Regions from separate parts of the Mus musculus genome. Here regions 2 and 3 are each linked to region 1. A link is a contact called in public Hi-C and HiCAR-type data. All regions are on one chromosome and are shown on one strand. Each heading gives the region's core, a stretch centred on a gene start, on an enhancer-like site or on the middle of the called end of the contact. The rest is flanking DNA. Distances are from core to core; before and after follow the strand shown.

Region 1 (3,438 bases), core at 686-3,185:
TTACCACCCACTGCCTAGCCTGCCAAATGACCTTTATCTTTTTCTGGCACTTTCTTTTAAGAAAATGGAGCTGAAGTCGCTATAGCAAATAGCTACTCATATAGCAGCTGCCAATAGTAAGTGGAAATTCTATGCTGAAACACAATTTTCAACAAGGTAAAATCATGACTCACATACAAATACAACATGACTACATGACAGAGATTTTACATAACCCATTAAATAATTAGAGAATAAGTAGGAGGCCAAATGAGTTCAAATTCAAAGCAGAATTATGAGATTGCACACACACACACACACACACACACACACACACACTACTCTATAGTGGAATAAAACACAATGTTTGAGATTGCATTTTTTTATTTTCACAAGGTAAAAATCAAATCTGTACCAGACAAAGAGACAGACAAACACCATTTGTTTTGTCATTATTTTATTTTTATTTTTTTAAAGACAGGATTTCTCTGTAGCTCTGGCTGTCTTAGAACTCATGCTGGCTTCGGACTCAGAGATGCACTGACTTGCCTCTGATTCCTGACTGCCTTAGACCCCTGAGTCATCCTAACGTATCTAACATATTCAGTCTCCATCATGAAGATACTGAGCTGTACTCATGCCAATGTATTCTCTCCATCTTGTATTTATATTCACATCTTCTGTCTCTGTCATGGATCGGCAGAAAATTGTGACTTTGCATTCTGCTTTGACCATAGTTATGACTGCTGAGAATTAGACCAATTAAGACCCTTAGGGATGGGTTTTCTCCTAGCTTTAAGAAAAACCAAGCCATAGCCAACCGAGAGTGTCACTTACAGACTCATGGGCATGATAGCATTGTGAGCAAACTTCCTTGTTTTGAGATAAGGCAGGCTAGTATCTCAGTCACCACTGGGAAGGCTGGAGGGGAGGGGTGGGAGAGGGCAGGCTGGAGGGGAGGGGTGGGGGAGGGCAGGCGGGCTCCTGGGTTCCAGCACTGGGAGGTGTGATGAGACATAAAAGAAAACACAGTGGGATAAATCAGATATGATTTATGCATGGACAGGCAAGGAGATCTCTTTTCCCTGCTTGGGTCACACAATTAAATCTAATTAATGGAAACTGGTCATAGAGGGAGTTCAGAGCCTATTTTCGGTTGTCATTATCCTAACACAGCAATCAAAATGCAGATGAGCTATCTCTGTCTCACCCCAGGAGAGAAGCAGGCTTCTTGCTAATGAAGGGAAAATTGTAAATGAATGCTTATCAGGCCTTCCCTGTCCACGGTGGCTTCTTGGGGGTGGCAGTACTGGTAGAGAGGGCTGACAGACATTTTGCGTTCTGAAAGGGAACCTTCTTCCAAGAGAGTTCTAATGCTGCCCTAATGCTGTCTTCTCATGCTGCTGGGAGAGAGGCAGGGGGCAGAGGACACTTTCTCTAGCCGTTGGCCCTAACTTGGGCAAAGATAAAGAGCTAAGTGGCTTTTTTCAGAGTGGACGGCGGGAGGGGCAAGGGGGTAGGGTGGGGGAAGGAGTTGTGTTCTTGAACCAGAAAGTGCGCTTCGGGGCATACAGTTTGGCAGCCCTAGCGATCCATTCTCATTCTGACCTTCAGCCTCAATAATTAGAGCCATCTTATCTAACTAAACAAGAAAGATCTGGGGCAGTGTGGGATGGAATTAGAAATAACTCACTAGGAGATCCAAAGTCACCCCCAATGGGGACAGCACTGAGCTGTAGCCCAGTGGAGAAGGCTAACTTGCTGGAGGCAGACAAAGGCATCCTGAGCTGCGTGCTTGTTTGTAGACAGAAAAATGGCTCCCAACAAACACTCTGACAAACAAATCATGCCTGGATGAAACTGACGCGCACCCCTTCCCAGCAGGGGTGATAAATTAACCACAGCTGGGAGTGGCTGTGGGTTTACCGCTCAGCCTCCATCCAGTCTGTCCTGGGAGTCTCCCTCACCCCTTCTTGCCAACACTGCTACTATATTTAGCTTGTCCAGCATGTGCGCTGTCTATATTTAGTGCCTAAAAGTCAGAGTTCAGTGCACAATTCACCAAGCCATCAGTCATCTTCCATTCCATTCACACATGCAGAAAAATCCTTCCAAGAGACAATCTTGCTCTCCACTACAGGGTGGAGGGTGAAGGCCGTTGGAAGCCATTCTAAGAATGAAGGATTGAACCCATATGCCAGAGGGGGTTTCCTGCTGTCTCTGGCATGCTGTGCGTGCCTGAGAGTGCCAGACCCTGAGTGGAGAGCCAGGGCATGGGTGTGGCTCCAGAGGGCAGAGGGAGGATCGAAAGCAGGAGGACGGAAGCTCGGGAGTGAACAGCAGATTCTACCGTGCTCATTTGGTCCCCACTGATATTGCAGAAAACTGGTCATTGCTCATTACACCTTCTATGGGAGGCGGTGTGTGGAGGCCCACATTTTCCTACACCTCTGGAAAAGCTCAGGAGAAAGCTTACTGAGTCTATGAAAGAGTTAATGTAATAGCACATTAGCAATAAACTGGGCCAAAGTGGAACCCGCCATTCCACTAAGCAGGAGGTGTGACTGCCACTGAGAGAAGCCATGGGGAACATAGCTGTCTTTGACTATCTAGGCCACCAGAGGCCAGGGTCTCCTTTGGGTTGGCTAAGTGGGAACATGAAAGACTGGGGGGATTTCTGAGGATAACAGACAGGATCATGGGATTTCTTCACCTTTGCTGTTCCAACCACCCAGCTCACAACAGCCTGCAACTCCAGATCTAGGGAATCTGATGCCTTCCTTTGGCCTCTTTGGGTGCCTACAACTATGTGTAGACACACATGTGCATGCACACACACACATACACACACACACACACACACACACACACACAGAGAGAGAGAGAGAGAGAGAGAGAGAGAGAGAGAGAGAGAGAGAGATTGAGTTAGATGGATGGATAGATAGACAGATAGATAGATAGAATTAAAAATAAATAAAATATTGGGCCAGGAGAGATGACTCCGTGGTTAAGTGCACCTGCTGCTCTTCCAGATGACCTCGGTTTGAACCTCAGCACCGACACAGAAGCTCACAACTGTCTATAATTCCATTTCCAGGGAATTCTATTTCCATTTATAATTCCATTTCCAGGGAATCTGACACTTTCTTCTGATCTTCTTGGGTACCAGACACATACAGTTGTATCCAGACATACATACAGTCAAAATGTTCATATATATAAAATAAAAGAAGTATTTTTTCAATGAAGAAATAGTTTTAAAGTTTACTTTAAAATATGAATATCTTCCAGTATTTAACAGGTAAATAAAAATGTGTATTGTTCATATGTTTTTGTTATATTTTATTTCTCCAGTAATACTGATTAAAAATATTCATATATCTACTTTTACATCTACAACCTACCACTCTTATTTGTATGGCTTTATAAGAATTATGGATAAAGATTCCTTTCAAAACA
Region 2 (3,457 bases), core at 113-2,612, 190 kb before region 1:
GATTATATAAGTGTAAGGCCAAGGCAAGGACTCTTCTGGGAAGTCTCACTCTTATTCACGTTGGCTTCCCAGCGCTCTAGCGCAGGGTCTGGCACATAGAAGATGCTTAACCGATTCTGTGGATAAACAAGTAAATGCCTCCTCCACCTACGTGTGCAAAACACCTTCAACAAACGGGAACCAAAAGATGAAGTTGGGGAGGGGGGACCTACAGCTTCTGCCCTGAGAGTTCCAGTCTAAGAGTGGCTGCTTACCAACATGTAACAGCATGTTGGTAATGGGGTTAATGGGGTGGTTGTTCCCCAATACATAATGGTGCAGGATTTTATAGAGTAACAATGGTCAGTGACAATGAAGCGGGGGCCATTGGACCCAGCAGAAAGAAAAGATACATGATCAAAAAAACCTTAGCGGAAAAGCGGTTTCTTCCGGCTCCCAGTTTTAGAGTTTTTGCTGTTTCTGGGCTGTGGAGATGCAGAACTTCATGCAGGAAAGGCGTGGCACGGCCAAGGGGCTCAGTTCCCAGAGGTGTGAGAAAGCACAGTCCAGGATTCCCTCCTTTTTTTGCTCCAGCTGGCCTCCAGCCTATTGGTTAACAGCGTGATTTGGTACGTGACAAGGCATTTTCAACTTGATCTAATTGACAAGATTAACCACCAAAGGAGGGGTTCCGAGAAATTGACATTTGAGTTGAGTCTCTTCAACAGACACTTTTACCAAGAAACCAAAGGGGACACCAGAAAGGGATGATGGATGTGAGGGCAGAGGCGCAGGCGCAGAACCATGCTGAACAGCTTCCTGCCACAGAACAGGTTGCAGGAAGCAGAGGACGGGACTGGCAGCACGGTTGGAGTAAGGCTAGGAGTAGTCCAGGGTACGAGGCTAGGCTGCCTTGACTTAATTTGGATCAAACGGAGTCTTTGAAGGATTTTCTAGGATTCATGTTGCAGGAAGGAACTCTTGTGGTTTCTGACTGGCTTGGAAGAGACTCAAAGCAGAGACTGGCTAGTAGTCCACGATGAAAGACACAGTGGAGGACAGTGGGTGAAGGACAGAAAGACAGGAGGTCAAAAATGCAGGTCCATGGTTATTTCTTGGAGCATCCTTCACCCTGCAAAATGTCTGTTTTGTCCCCCCCCCAAAAAAAGTCTCTTTCATGAGGTTTTGGGGAAGAATCACAGGAAACAAATCTAAGTGTGTACCGTATGGCACACGGTAAGCGCTTAGTAAATATTAGCTTTTCAGTATTCGCTAAGCATAGGGGAGTGATTTTGCAAACCCTGGCTGAGGAGACAGCTGTGGGGCTGGAGAGGAGGGAATGGATGGGAGAGACAGCCTTGGCATACATAGATGCTGAGTCATATCGCTTCCCTGGAGCTGAGAGGAGCAGTTTTATGCTGACAGTTGCTGGGCTGAGCCTGCTCTGCTGGTTTCCTTATGAATTTCAGATGAGGCCCTGGGCTGCTTGCCCTTGGGCCATCCTGGACTCTTAAGGAGAGTCAACAAAACTGGAATTAACCGTGGGCTAGAGAAGCCAGGCTCTGGGTAATGGAAGCTACCCTGCCTGTCTCACTACTGCTTGACCCTTTGTGTGTCCTCACTAAACTACCTGACGAACTGCCTGTTTGTGGGCAGCAGAGCAATGTGAGCCTCTGGGGCTGAGGTGCAGATGGGATCCACGTTGGGAAGAAGATTCAGACGTGGAGCTTCTGTAAACCCTAAAAGTGGGATTTAAGGAGACCACGGAAGACCCTTGGCTGCCTATGGTTCTTTTGGTCTGAAGGCCCATTATTAGGAAGCTGCTCACTTCAATTTAGCAGTCTGTTGTCTTCCACTGACTACAAATACCCCAGGGAAAGAACACATTATTAAGGGATAACAACCGTAGAAGAAACAATCACTGTTTAATAGCCACGGAGAACCGTTTAATATCTGGCACCATGCTGGGCACCTTTTACTCATCATCGCATTCAATTTCCCAACAGTTATGAGGTCAATATCATTACACACATGGACATGAGGGTTCGGAGAAGCATAGGAACTTGATTTAGCATCTAACTTTTACAGAATCAAAGTGAGATGGCATAGCTAGACAGGTGTAGATATTGGGTATGGGATGTTGGGGAGATGTCTCTGGAAGGAGAGAAAATGAACGGATAGAGAAAACACTAAGTTCTGGCCAAGACTTGTCCTATTTTGTAGTCATCGAATTCACACACTTGTTACCATGGCACCTTATCCCCTCCTCCCCCAGCTCTTATCTGTTTGGGGTTGTTGAAATCATCAGAGGTAAGAGTGTTCAAATTAAGCTGGATTTTATTCATGTTTATTCATATATGGTCAGAAAGGACAAGACAGATGCTCAAAGGACCAATATTGGTGACAAAGAGTTTTCTCACTCTGTGCTAGGCACTGACCTGGAACCCAGGAGGTATCCAACAATGTTCTCAAAGGACCTGTGGTTGAGGAGTCTCCAGGGAACGTGAGCTTGCTCACAACCCCTCTGCTCTTCCTGTTTCCAGCGATGAAGTAGTTATATGCACTTTGTGCATTCAGGAGGGACCAGAAGAGAATTAAACGCAATTGAACTTCATTGTTTATTAACGAGCGCTGACCCAGCTCTTTTGGGCCACTTAAAAATTGAATCCTAAATTCTAAGTCTCCACAGGGGAAGCAGGCAGAGAAGCTACAGATGGGAGATTGCATCTGCTCTGTTCCCAGCGTCATGGTGACACACATCATCCAGACCCAGCATCGGGATGGATGGCTTCATGGTCCCCAAGGGATGTGTTTTCTAAAGCAGTCCGTGTAAACTGAGAAGGCAAGCCGGCCAGTTCTGAAGTAGCAGCCGAGAAGAGCAGAGGTCTCTGTATCAGCTGTGTGACTTGAGCCAGTATCTTTCCCTGTTGGGCTTCGGTCTCCTCACCTGTTAGGCTAGGAACTGAATCCTCTTAGTAGTTTTCACATGGTATTGCCCGAGCTTTTGTCCCCGCTGGCAAGAACACACTCAGGACAACCGGAATCTTCTGCGACAAAGCTTTTATTGCTTACTTATCAGGAGGGAAGACCGCGAACCGGGAAAATGGCGCTGCTTATATAGCCCGCAGCGTGACGTTTCAGCACCTGATGTGGCGTGACAGCTCCTGATTCGTTGCTCGCCCATCACCCCATTACTACGCTGCGAGATGGGCAGTGACTAGGTGTGAGTTCACTCTTGCACTTGCGCATAAGGCTTATTTACTAATTAGGCGCAGTGGAAGCCAGCGCCATCTTAGAATGGCGATTGCTCATGGCACGCACGCGATTGCTCGTGGCACAGCTCTCCACAACATGGATTTTATCAGTTTGGAATAGCATGTTGTAGCTAAAGGCATGTTCTCGAATCTATGTAAAAGAAATGACCAGTAACTGGAGTACTTGGTTTTAGATCTACAGATAGATCACTACAGACAGGCTA
Region 3 (3,484 bases), core at 253-2,752, 190 kb after region 1:
TCAACGACATAATGAGTACTTGTCTCTCATCAAAGGAGAGAAAGACGGACAAGCAAAAGAAATGTAGAAATAACAGAAAGGTAAACTATAGCATAACAGAGAGAAATAAACATATGCACACCTTTCAAAAGTTCTTAAGATTTTGATTCGTCCTTTTGCCTGTACGCACCTCTTTTCCTTATTTACCCAAGTGTCAAGGCTGAGTTGATTTTTTTTTCCTTTTGTCTGTAGAGAAAGAAGTGGTTTAATGAGATTTCACCATAAATAGATAGCTACAAAGGTCATTCGACAGTGTTCATTGATTTTCTGTTATGTGTCGGCAGCACTGTGCTGAGCCCTGTAAAGGGTAGTAAACACAATACACGCAGCGCATGGCCATGTTGGTTGCCATGGCAATGTAAAGGCCCAGGAATAAACAGGCTCATTCTGGGTATGCCTAGCAAAAACTGCTTGCTGGCGCTCAACTTGTCCCTTTCCCTCTTGGTCTTGGAGTTGTTCGTTCGAGTGGCCACTTTGGAAGGCCTCACGGCTCTTGTCCTCTGAATACTTGTGTTTCTCAGATGAAGCAAACAGGGTATGTTCAAGGTCAAGCTTTGTCCTAGTTCCTAGACCCGCATTGACTTCGTGATGCTTCCCTTTCTCTGGCAGGCAGTGCTAGCCCCTGCAGTGTGCCCCCTACCTATCACTGTGGCATCCAGAAGAAAAGGGAAACCAGAGAATGGCTCTGTGTAAGTCACCAACCCTAACAGGCTGCTTCCTTCCTGCTACAGGGCTGAGAAGACACAGAACCAACAGAGGCAAACACCTCATGAAGAGGTGCCATGCGTTGTTTGCTTGTTTTGTGGGTTTTGTTTTGGTTGATTTTTTTTTGTTTTGTTTTTTTGTTTTTGTTTTTTTTTTTTTTTTTTTTTTTGGCTTACAAAAACAAAATGGTCACTGCTTCGTCCCAACCCAAACAGCCAATCGTCAGCAGCCGGGCAATCAATCAGGGAGCAGGTGAGTTAGAATCACCCACCTTTGCTCCACAATGAATGGAACAGCCAGTTCCTAAATCTCCACTGACAACCAGGTCGTCTCCATTCTTGGGCAGCGGAACACTTCAGTTATGAGTTAGAGGTCATCTTTATGAGTTAGGGGACTGCAGTTTTTGTAAAGTCTGTACCTAAATGGACTAACATTTACCTACATTGAGCCACTTGGAACAATTACAACTTATACATCACATCCTTGTAATGTGCTCAGACCAGAATCACCTAGGACCTGATTGGTATCGTTGTGAGACAGTACTGATGGGTAATTGAAGAACAGGCCTAGTACAAGGATCAGGAAATACTGGCGACTTTACCACAGTGGGGTTCAGAAAAGCTAGGAACTTCCAGACACGTGGGGAAAGCTATCTTCCTCTCCCTAGCTGTTTATCCTGGGAACATAAGGTTATTGTTACAGGAGCTGGAGGTTCCTTGAACTTTAGAGCTATTCAGGCAATCACGTGTCTCTGTCACCCCTACTAAATGCCTTTGGAACAGGGGAAAGTCATTTGTCTATAGTTAAACATTACACTAGCCATGCCTGCTTTGAATGGGCAAACAGTAAAACATGCAGCAAAGGGTGAGAGAAAACACTTGAACTTAGAACCAAAGGATACAAGTTAAAGTCCTTTTAGATGGTCTACCTTTGAGTCTGTACTGCTTCTCTCAGTTTAATACCAATATGTTTTCTGATACTCTCCCATATAAAATATACATTAGCTGCTTTTTTTTCTATCATAGAAGTGTGTGTGTGTGTGTGTGTGTGTGTGTGTGTGTGTGTGTGTGCCATATACAGAGGTGTATGAGTACTCACAAGCTCAGGTACATGTATAATTTTTATCTTTTTCATTAAACTGACTCTTGTAAGACCAAGACTTGACTCCCTAACTTACCTGACCGCTATAGCATGAGGCTGTGATCAGCATTTTGCGAGGACTCTTAGTAGGCTCAAAGTAGACAGTGTTTCATGAAATATAAACCTCTGGGTGATCATAAAGTGTGGTCCTGACATGCATAAATTATTTCATGAAAACCTCAGAGCGGATTGGCAGTCAACACTGGAGGTGGAGCTGAGATACTGATATGTTGATCTTCAGGGTTATATGTGTTAGTAGCTTCTCTAGTTAGAAAAATAAATGCATTCAATGCCAGGCAGCTCCTTTAGGATTTACCCAGGAGGCCCATGGACAGATGTCAGATGTCCACGGTAACTGAAGCCTCAAGCTATTGGTTACTATGCTGTCGTTGATATGAAATATAGCAAAGGCCGTGCTTACTTTTAGATAGCACCTACATTTTCAAAGATGTTTTTATTAATTATATTCCTCTTATTATAGTTCATGTTAGTTGATAGTTATTCATTACATTTGATGAATATAAAACATGTCGGAATTCACACTTGAAGGTGAGACTTAGCAGACTCCATCAGTCCTTTGCGAAATCTTCAGAGAACTATGGATGGGTAGGATGCCCTTCAGAATAGTTTCTTCAGTTAGAATCCTAGAAAAGCTTTTACCTGGGGCATCTGGCTTCAGTATCCTACTTACTGCCACTCCTCAATCAGTCACTGAGTTCCAGTACATGGCTGAAAAAGAGACTAACTACTGGCTTGCCACTAAAAGAGCTATGTGACTTTGAACGGTCACTTACCTCTTCTGAAAGTCATTTCCTTCCTTATGGCTTTGGAAGAACGTTGTATTTCAGACTTGTGCATGTTAAGAGCAACTAATGACATGTGAAATTTCTTTGTAGAAAGAATTATCATCACTTGTTTTTCTGTTGCTAGGCTGCAACATTCTGACTTAAAGAAACTTGGAGAGTGGAGAGAAGAGGAGCTATTTGGCTTACACCTCTAAATCAGTCTATCATTAAGGGATACCAAGGTAGTAACTCAAGTTGGGAACATGGGAGCAGGAACTGAAACAGAGACTATAAGAATTGCTAATTATTGAGCTGCTTCCTTATACAACCCAGAACCACCAGCCCAAGGATGCCGCTATCCACAATGGTCAGAGCCCTCCTCCATCAAGACAATGTCCCACAGACATGTCCATAGGCCAACTGGATGGAAGTAATTTCCCAGTTGAGGTTCCTTCTTTAAGTATATCAAGTTGACCACCAAGAATAGCCACCATAAGCCTACCCCTTCTCAACTTGACACAAAACCACATCATTTTAAGCCATATCCTTTCCTTTCTTGTTTTCCCCATAACATTAATATTATAATATGAAATAGAACTCTAAAAGTCCCCAGTCTTTATGAATTCAAATGGTTTAAAAGTTCAATTCTCTTCAAAATATATGAAGTCTCTTAACTGTGTAATCTTATAAAATAAAAAAACAAATTGCATACCTTTTTACTAAAATGAGGAAGAACCTGAACACAAAAAAATGATCCCATTTAAACAAAACCAGCATCCAGCAGTATAGCTCAATAACTAACATCTGAGACTCAC

What was found. Hi-C and Micro-C count contacts between places; a contact is called where the count stands out from the background. HiCAR-type assays count read pairs that join an accessible place to other places.
Region 2: a contact with region 1 is called in a Hi-C map of muscle stem cells, with 1.9 times the contacts expected there. The contact joins two enhancer-like sites. A contact is called at or near these places in 7 of 484 Hi-C or Micro-C datasets (the N1E-115 cell line, cerebral cortex, cortical neurons and 3 more), 5 of 115 datasets of contacts at active chromatin or transcription factors (the 230-238 cell line, embryonic forebrain, forebrain and 2 more) and 1 of 9 other capture datasets (embryonic stem cells).
Region 3: a contact with region 1 is called in a HiCAR-type map of kidney, with 2.5 times the contacts expected there. The contact joins two enhancer-like sites. A contact is called at or near these places in 5 of 484 Hi-C or Micro-C datasets (cerebral cortex and liver), 5 of 115 datasets of contacts at active chromatin or transcription factors (embryonic forebrain, kidney, large pre-B cells and 2 more) and 1 of 9 other capture datasets (embryonic stem cells).

What each region holds. Positions count from the first base shown.
Region 1 is chr1:164,895,103-164,898,540 of GRCm38.p6, reverse strand. The region is part of intron 1 of Gm32652 (a long non-coding RNA gene); the gene reads left to right. Among named protein-coding and RNA genes, the nearest start is that of Gm32652, 2.8 kb to the left of the region's middle. Within about 2 kb of position 1,935, at least 41 of the 459 cell types and tissues checked have an H3K27ac peak or open chromatin away from gene starts, as enhancers often do. A contact at or near this core is called in kidney and muscle stem cells, where this site is marked.
Region 2 is chr1:165,082,291-165,085,747 of GRCm38.p6, reverse strand. All of the region lies in intron 1 of 4930568G15Rik (RIKEN cDNA 4930568G15 gene), which reads left to right. Among named protein-coding and RNA genes, the nearest start is that of 4930568G15Rik, 7.9 kb to the left of the region's middle. Within about 2 kb of position 1,362, at least 100 of the 459 cell types and tissues checked have an H3K27ac peak or open chromatin away from gene starts, as enhancers often do. A contact at or near this core is called in muscle stem cells, where this site is marked.
Region 3 is chr1:164,701,784-164,705,267 of GRCm38.p6, reverse strand. No RefSeq gene overlaps it. Among named protein-coding and RNA genes, the nearest start is that of Dpt, 93 kb to the left of the region's middle. Within about 2 kb of position 1,502, at least 68 of the 459 cell types and tissues checked have an H3K27ac peak or open chromatin away from gene starts, as enhancers often do. A contact at or near this core is called in kidney, where this site is marked.